2 separate regions of the Ovis aries genome follow, and region 1 is linked to region 2. Evidence: chromatin contacts called from public Hi-C data. All regions are on one chromosome and are shown on one strand. The core of a region is the stretch at or near the end of the contact, and the rest is flanking DNA. Distances in the headings are between cores, read along the strand shown. Region 1 has its middle 370 kb from the start of CITED2. Region 2 holds the start of CITED2 (Cbp/p300 interacting transactivator with Glu/Asp rich carboxy-terminal domain 2).

Evidence for each region. Hi-C and Micro-C count contacts between places; a contact is called where the count stands out from the background.
Region 1: a contact with region 2 is called in a Hi-C map of muscle, with 5 times the contacts expected there. The contact joins the enhancer-like site here to the promoter of CITED2 in region 2. A contact is called at or near these places in 2 of 16 Hi-C or Micro-C datasets (muscle and skin fibroblasts).

Annotation. Positions count from the first base shown.
Region 1 is chr8:64,693,735-64,698,295 of ARS-UI_Ramb_v3.0, reverse strand. No RefSeq gene overlaps it. Among named protein-coding and RNA genes, the nearest start is that of CITED2, 370 kb to the right of the region's middle. Within about 2 kb of position 1,810, at least 24 of the 54 cell types and tissues checked have an H3K27ac peak or open chromatin away from gene starts, as enhancers often do. A contact at or near this core is called in muscle, where this site is marked.
Region 2 is chr8:64,321,690-64,326,113 of ARS-UI_Ramb_v3.0, reverse strand. CITED2 (Cbp/p300 interacting transactivator with Glu/Asp rich carboxy-terminal domain 2) reads left to right here and starts at 2,436. Exons shown (of 2, transcript NM_001308562.1): 1 at 2,436-2,660; 2 at 3,125-4,415. The coding sequence starts at 3,133. The coding sequence ends at 3,954.

The DNA.
Region 1 (4,561 bases), core at 561-3,060, 370 kb before region 2:
TTTTTAATGGAGAAGCACAGTGATCTATTCCAGGTTAAGGCACAGAGTGGGATGAAGGGATTAAACGGGAAGATAGAAATATAGATTTCTCTGCAGCTACAACAGTAATATTCTGAATGCTCTTCTACTGCCCACTCCTCCCTCGACCACTCTCTTTCTACTTTGGTGGTCAATGAAGCTACCTTTCTCAAATATCCACAGGTAATCCTTTACAATTTTCATGAATGAAGTAAAAGGTGTGGTAAATTACTGAGGATATTAATTATACAAACAACATAAAATGCTTGCACATCACACTCAATAATCTCTCAAATAAAGATTAAATCGTTGTGCTTGCACTCACTCATACTGAAACTCAGGTTCCTTTACAGATTTAATGGGCTTTAACATTTAATTTGCTTAAATTATTACTTTGTTGATATAAATAGGATGTTTATTTACTCTAGTCTAGCAATAACTGAAAGAGGAAGCCGCTAAAGGCAAAATACTCAATTACGTTCTATACCAGGAATCTATGAATCATAACATAATCATCGAGGCCAGTGTCTTCCATCAATCTCAGACTTACTATCCATTTGTAGCAGGAGACCAAAATGAAAAGCTAGGTAGCCCTCCAGTTCCTTCTGACTCATTTTAGTGTGCAACCTGGGTTATCTTGTTTGAACTCCAAGAGTAATCTGAGCTCCCCAATTTTTAACATGTGTTCAAAACCATGATAGAAAGTGCAAATGCTCTATAGAGAACTGTTGAATGAATTAAATGACTCACCACTTTTTAAATTATTTACATAATTTTTGTTCTCCTTAACCACATAGACTCTTGCTCACCATATCTTTAAGATGAACAATGATGCTCCCCAATATTATGAATTCTCTGGATATCTGCTACAAACATATTAACTAGGATAAAAATGAATTTGTGTTTTCTTATTATGTGGGAATTTTCCTGTGCCATTTCTCCTTAAATATGCACAGATAAAATTTTCTGTGTATACAAAAAATAATCAGATTTTAGATCTACATCTTTACAAATTACACAAGGTATTCTAATTCCAGAGCCAGAAGAAAAATGTGAGCAACAGGAATCCAATACCTAGACAAAAATTAAATATACTTCTTAAAGTCTTTCAATTTAGCCTCCATTAAACAATGAAACTTAGGATTGGATTTTGGGAATTGTATTACATAAATTCCATATATATTTTCTATATATATATATATATATATAAATTCAGGCTATGCTAATTGCTAGTTATATGATCTTTGGCACTGTACTTAATCTCGCTGAACTTTGGTTTCCTGGCCTATAAAATAGAGATAAACAATTACTTTATGGGGTCATAGTGAAGTTCAAAGGAAAGAATGGATGTAGAAGTAACTTGTTCATTTTAAGGTCCTATACAAATGAAATTAGTGTTTGTGTGTACCACCTACTACAGGTCCAAGACTAATCTATAAATGTGAAGAGAATGTAAGAGGAATATAAATATGGTCTCCTCCAATGACAAACTTAATACCCACTTGGAATCAGGAAATAATCAGAAAATGAGATGAGGCTATATAAAACTAAGTTGTGTGGTCCAGGCTACGTGTGCAATAACAATTCTAAGAAAGAAGAGCTTTAAATGGGCTGGAAATTATGACCATTTTCTTTCCGAATGGAACAGGCTAAGCTTTGCCTGAACAAAGAAGCAAAGATATCTAACAGCTGCTTACCACTCTGTGTTGCCTAAAATATCAGAGGAGTATGAGGTTTGGGCAGCTCTGAGGGCTGAGTCATCTTCCTCCTAACTTGGTATTTATTCAGGACGCAGCTCTAACGCCGATGACAACAGCATTCCTGACCTCTGAGCTGCTCAAAACACTGAGACAGTTCTGAAGGTGAAACGGACACCTCATCCAGATTCCTGTGTGGTTATGCTTCGGCTGCCTCCTTGTTTTGCCACAATGTTTGTTCTAAATGAGAGAGGTCTTGACAGCTGAAGAAGAAGAACTGAGGCCAAATGAGAAATAGCCTAGATTTTCTTCTCATGACGATGCTCAAGGCTCACAGCTGAAGTAGTTAGAGAAGGGGCTGGAGTGTGAGTCTATAACGTGTATCTTTATAGCTTGAATACCATGAAGTTCAACCAGTTCAGTGCACTTGCCCAAGTTCTATGAGGACCTGTTTTGAACAAACTTTTGTAAATGTTGAACATGCAAATCTTAGTAAGGGAAATAAAAGACAAAAATATATTTACTGTGACAGACAATCTCACATATGCTTTGTTCCCATCTAATCCAGTGGCAACTGTGCTCAGTACCCCAGTAGTATCCAATTCTGCAAAACTATGGGCTGTAGCCAGGGGATCTTTCTAACCCAGAGATCGAACCCACATTTCTTATGTCTCTTGCACAGATTCTTTACCACTGCGCCACCTGGGAAGCCAAGGCCTGATAGGTTCCATAATTTGCCCAAAGTCACACAATTTATGAAATGCAGAGAAAGAATTCAGACTCAGAAAATTCTGGCTCCAAAATCTATGCTTTTTACATTCAAATTGTCAGAGGGGGAAAAAGAATAAATACACAGAAGTATTTTTATTAAGGAGGAGGGCTCAGGGAGTAGAATTTGTCTACTGTTCTAGATGATGGCAGTATTTTCATGAGGGAAATCATGGAGGAGCAGGCTAAAAGCCATCACAAAGAAAAAGAAAAGCAAGCAAGTAAATTGGTAAAATCACTGCAGATGGTGACTGCAGCCTTGAAATTAAAAGACGCTTACTCCTTGGAAGAAAAGTTATGACCAACCTAGACAGCATATTGAAAAGCAGAGACATTACTTTGCCAACAAAAGTCTGTCTAGTCTAGGCTATGGTTTTTGCAGTGGTCATGTATGGATGTGAAAGTCGGACTGTGAAGAAAGCTGAGCGCCAAGGAATTGATGCTTTTGAGTTGGAGAAGACTCTTGAGAGTCCCTTGGACTGCAAAGAGATCCAACCAGTCCATTCTAAAGGAGACCACCCCTGGGTGTTCTTTGGGAGGAATGATGCGAAAGCTGAAACTCCAGTACTTTGGCCACCTCATGTGAAGAGTTGACTCATTGGAAAAGATGCTGATGCTGGGAGGGATTGGGGGCAGCAGGAGAAGGGGACAACAGAGGATGAGATGGCTGGATGGCATCACTGACTCGATGGACATGAATCTGAGTGATCTCCGGGAGTTGATGATGGACAGGGAGGCCTGGCGTGCTGCGATTCATGGGGTTGCAAAGAGTTGGACATGACTGAGCGACTAAACTGAACTGAAGGAAAATGAAAGTGAAAGTCGCTCAGTCATGTCCAACTCTTTGTGACTCCATGGACTGTAGCCTGCCAGGCTCCTCTGTCCTTGGAATTCTCTAGGTCAGAATACTGGAGTGGGTAACTGTTCCCTTCTCCAAGGGCTCTTCCCAATCTAAGGACTGAACCCAGTTCTCCCACGTTGCAGGTGGATTCTTTACTGTCTGAGCCACTAGGGAAGCCCAAGAATACTGGAGTGGGTAGCCCATCCCTTCTCCAGGGTATCTTCCCAACCCAGGAATCAAACCAGGGTCCCTTGCTTTGCAGGCAGCAGCTGAGCTGCCAGGTTATCTGAGAAGGCTTTACATGGTGGAAGAATGAAGAGAAGCATAAAGCAAGGGAGAGGGAAAGTTACACTCAATTAAATCAGAGCTCCAAAAAATCGCTAGATGAGACAAGAAGGCCTTCTTCAATGAACAATGCTTACTGATAGAAGAAAACAACAAAAGGGAAAGACTAGAGATCTTTTCGGGAGAATTGGAAACATCGAGGGAGAATTCCACCCAAAGATGGGTACAGTAAAGGATAAAAATGGTAGAGACCTGGTAGATGCTGAAGAGATCAAGAAAAGATGGAAAGAATACACAGAAGAACTATATTAAAAAGATCTTAATGAACTGGATTACCATGATGGTGTGGTTAGTCTCCCAGAGCCAGATACTGTGGAGTGTGAAGTCAAGTGGGCCTTAAGAATGGTTGCTGTTAATAAAGCTAATGGATGCAATGAAATTCCAGCAGAATTATTCAGATCCCTAAAGGATGATGCCATCTAGGTTTTGCATTCATTATGTCAGCGAATCTGGAAGAACCAGCAGTGGCCATAGGACTGACATAGGTCAATCCTCATCCCAATTCCCAAGAAGGGTAGTACCAAAGAATGTCCTAACCATTGAACAATTGCACTCATCTCTCATGATAGTAAGGTCATGCTTAAAATCTTGCATGCTAGGCTTCAACATTATGCAAACCAAGAACTTCCAGATGTCCAAGCTGGATTTAGAAAAGCAATAGGAACAAGGAACTAGAGATCAAATTGCCAACATACACTGGATTATAAAGAAAGCAAGGGAAATTTAGAAAAACATCTATGATTCATTGACTGCACTAAAGCCTTTGACTGTGTGCATCATGACAAACAATGGAAAGCTCTTAGAGACATAGGAATGCCAGACCATCTTATCTATCTCCTGAGAAATCTGTATGAGGGTCAAGAAGTAACAGTTACAACACTATATGGAACAA
Region 2 (4,424 bases), core at 1,187-3,686:
CCCTCCTATGTGCTCCAGAACCCTGTGCTTAGTGCTGCTGTGACACTTATCAAAGTGTGTCCAAGGCTTGTTTGTCCATCTCCACTTTTGACCATGAGTTCTTGTCCTGGTTGTCTCTCCAGGAGCTAGGAAAAGTGCCCGGCACTTGGTAAATATTCACTGGTCGGATGGATAAATGAACAAAGCACACCATGTTCTCACCAGCTGGTCCCAGAAGGAATTTCTTTTCCCTCTAAGGGGTGGGGGATGGGGAGGTGACCTTTCAAGGGATTTCTCAATAGTATGTGGAACCACTGGAGCAGGATGGAGCTGCACCTTTCCTTAATGGTTTCAAGGGGAATTTAGATTAGACATTCAAGAGCCAGTCCTTGTGTCGCAAGACACTGCAGTACAAGGAAGGGAAGTAAACAATCTATCTGGCAATTTTTGAATGTGGCAGGGGCAGGGGTGGGGAGAGTTGACCAGTATTTTTGAGTCTATTTTTTTAATAGAAAGTATCAAGTTTGTTGTTGTTGTTTTCTCAAGCCTCTGATTCTCTAACTGCAAGCCCATGACCTACAGGTATAAGTCGTGGGTAGACAAGAGATCAGGGGATTCTTGCAACCCAAAATGCAATGTGCTCCTGTGCACAAGTCTCCAAAAACCAAACATATTTTGAGGTTTAAAAATTATTGCACGCATGGTTATAAATGATGGAGGGTGTGGAAAAGGAAAGAGAGGAAGACAGTAACAATGTTTAAATCCATATATTAACTATTCTACACACATATAACTGAAGGAAGACAGAGGGGTAATAGATTCAAATAATCAGGATTTGCTCTCTTCTGCAAATTCCTGAAAGGGGAAATGTATCAGAATTTCCAGTCTTCAAAAAGGGCCTTTAAAAGTCCTGTGAGCAAGATGGGAGAAAAAAAAAGGGGCGGGGGGGGGGGGGACTTGCTCTTCACAGCAGGAAGTCGTCAATGGATATCTAGTTATGAAGAAACAACTCTGAACAGAAGTCCTTATTCGGAGCGCTAAACTCACTTTTACCACATAAAGAGCAATTTAAAAGCTCCGAGCAACCTCATCACGGTGTTGGGGAAACAATTCGGCTTCCCCATTTGAGAAAGCAAGAGAGCTCCGACTGGGTAGTGGCCCAGGCCCGCGTTAGGGCTTTTATTTGCAAGTCAATGAGCCAAATGGACGACCAGGCTAGTTGTGCCGCGTTCTGGGAAGCAAGGTTATTATTATCGCCTATTGGCCCACTGAGCAATTTCACTGAAAAGGAAGAGTCCCAGCAGTGTGTGTGCGCGCGCGGTGCCATACGGGACGTGCAGCTACGTGCCCACCTCCAGAACGACTTTATTTACAAAGCGATTACCATGTTATCTATTTGTTTTCCTTTTCCAGCTTCAGCAGCCTTACTCAGCCCTCGAATTTCTTAATTACAAACCCGTTCGCTTCTAAATCAACCCCAAACCGTCAGGCAGAGCCCGGAGGGAGGCTGTGCAAGTTTGCACACACCCCCACCTCCCGGATCAAGGGCAACAGCAGAAGCAAGAAACTGTGTATGTGCAAAAAGGTGGATCTGGGGACGAGGATCGCTGAGTTTGTTTACAGAGCAGAGACGCCTCAGCTCGGATGCCAAAGCTACCAAGAGCTGCAAACGCAAACTTAGCAGAAGCACACGTACCCCGAGAGCGGCGAGTTGCCGCGAAACCGCGGACCGGATTCCCAGGCGCTGGAGCGGAGGCGGCCGAGCCCGCGAACGCGCTCGGTCCACCTGCAGCGGCTGCCGCTGCCGCTCCCCGCCCCCAGCTCCTGTCCTTGAAAGGAGTGGAGGAAATGCATCTACACGCAAAATGTCTAGATCAGGTTTACCTACTGCTCCTATAAAAACACAAAGGCACAGTCCAGGAAAGCGCGCACAGGGGAGGGGGCATTATTTGCCCGTGGCTTAAAAACCCACTCTGGTAAACACAGCCATTCTTTGCAACCTGGGTAGGCTTTTGCAAAGCCGCGGAGGCAGAAAGGCACTAAACAGGGGGCGCTGTGTGAACCCTATTTTCCCACAGAAAGCAGCCCAGGTCGCTAGGTGAGCTCGAGGTGGGGATTCGGCCAGAGGGGGGCGGTGAGTTTTCCTAGTTTCTCTCGCGGCGGGCGCTACCTTCGGGCTGAGAGTCCAGGGAGGACTTTCTGTGCCGGGGGAGGTCTGGCCTGGTATTTGTGGGCCGAGAAGAAACCAGAATCGGGGGACAGCGGGGCGGCGCCTGGGCCCTCAGGCTCTGCGCACGTGCCTCCGGCCGCGGGGACGCGGCTGCCCAGCCCGGTCCCGCGTGCCTGATGTTCCGGAATCCGCGTTTGCCAGCCGCCCGCTGGGGAGGCTCTCGCTCCGCCCTTCCTGAAATCCCTTATATTAACTGTGGCCAAAGCCCTAAGAAACACAGCTCATTGTTGGCAGCTGCCGGGCGGTCTCGCCGAGCTGTGAGTGCAGCAGAGGGGAAATAAAAGGGAACGGCTCCGATCCTGCCCCAGCGGCTGCTGCAAGACTTCGGCGCAGACTTCGCGACTGTGAGCGCCTTGCACGCCAGGAAGGCCCCCTCTATGTGCTGCTGAGCCGGTCCTGGACCCGACGATCCCGCCCTCGGTCTTCGGAGCAGAAATTGCAAGGACGGAAGGTAAGTGCGGCGGGCGAAGCTGGCTGGGGCTCCTGCCAGGCCAGTCCTCCGAGGGCTGGGTTTGCCCGGAGGAAGAGCGCGAGGCGGAGCTGGGGAATAACAACAGGATGTGCAACAACAGGATGAGGAGGGCTGATTTAATGCCTGAAGTTCGCGGCTGGGCTATGGGGCACTTCCTTTATTAGGCGACTTCGGGGAGCCAGAGGGGGGTGTGGGCTTGGGTGCCCCGCCGGATCGCAGGGAAAAGAGCTGTTTGTGCAGCGCGCAGATCTTCTGTTGTGGATGGCAGGTCTTCCTTGGTGGGTAGCCCGGGTGCACAGGCTCCTAGTGGGATTTTCGGGATGAGGATTCGCAGCTGAAGTGCGTCGGGTGAACCTGGGAGCCAGGGGCGAGGAAAAGTGGGGTGCGCTGTGGTGGGCGACACGTGTGGCGCGGGTCTTACTGTCTGCCCTTTTCACTCGCAGGACTGGAAATGGCAGACCATATGATGGCCATGAACCACGGGCGCTTCCCCGACGGCACCAATGGGCTGCACCACCACCCTGCCCACCGCATGGGTATGGGGCAATTTCCTAGCCCCCATCATCACCAGCAGCAGCAGCCGCAACACGCCTTCAACGCCCTGATGGGCGAGCACATACACTACGGCGCGAGCAACATGAATGCCTCGAGCGGCATCAGGCACGCGATGGGGCCGGGGACTGTAAACGGAGGGCACCCCCCGAGCGCTCTGGCCCCCGCGGCCAGGTTTAACAACTCCCAGTTTATGGGCCCCCCGGTGGCCAGCCAGGGAGGCTCCCTGCCAGCCAGCATGCAGCTGCAGAAGCTCAACAACCAGTATTTCAACCATCACCCCTACCCCCACAACCACTACATGCCGGATTTGCACCCTGCTGCGGGCCACCAGATGAACGGGACAAACCAGCACTTCCGAGATTGCAACCCCAAGCACAGCGGCGGCAGCAGCACCCCCGGCGGCTCGGGCGGCAGCAGCACCCCCGGCGGCTCCGCGGGCACTTCGGGCGGCGGCGCGGGCAGCAGCAATAGCGGCGGCGGCAGCGGCGGCGGCAGCAGCAGCAACATGCCCGCCTCCGTGGCCCACGTCCCTGCTGCAGTGCTGCCGCCCAATGTCATAGACACTGATTTCATCGACGAGGAAGTGCTCATGTCCTTAGTGATAGAAATGGGTTTGGACCGCATCAAGGAGCTGCCCGAACTCTGGCTGGGGCAAAACGAGTTTGATTTTATGACGGACTTCGTGTGCAAACAACAGCCCAGCAGAGTAAGCTGTTGACTCGATCGAAACCCCGGCGAAAAAAAAAATCAAATCCCCCAACTTCTTCGGTGTGAATTAAAAAAAACATTCCCTTTAGACACAGTATCTCACTTTTCAGAGCGTGAAAGGTTTGAGAACTTGGAAACAAAGTAAACTATAAACTTGTACAAATTGGTTTAAAAAATTGCTGCCACTTTTTTTTTTTTTTTCCTGTTTTTGTTTCGTTTTTGTAGCCTGGACATTCACCTCCCTTATGTAGTTGAAATACCTAGCTAACTTGGTCTTTTTTGTTGTTTGTTTTTACTCCTTATTTCCTCACTTTCTCCAGTGCTCAACTGTTAGATATTAATCTTGGCAAACTGCTTAATCTTGTGGATTTTGTAGATGGTTTCAAATGACTGAACTGCATTCAGATTTATGAGGAAAAGGAAAAATTGCATTAGTTGGTTGCATGAACTTTGAAGGGCAGATATTACTGCACAAACTCT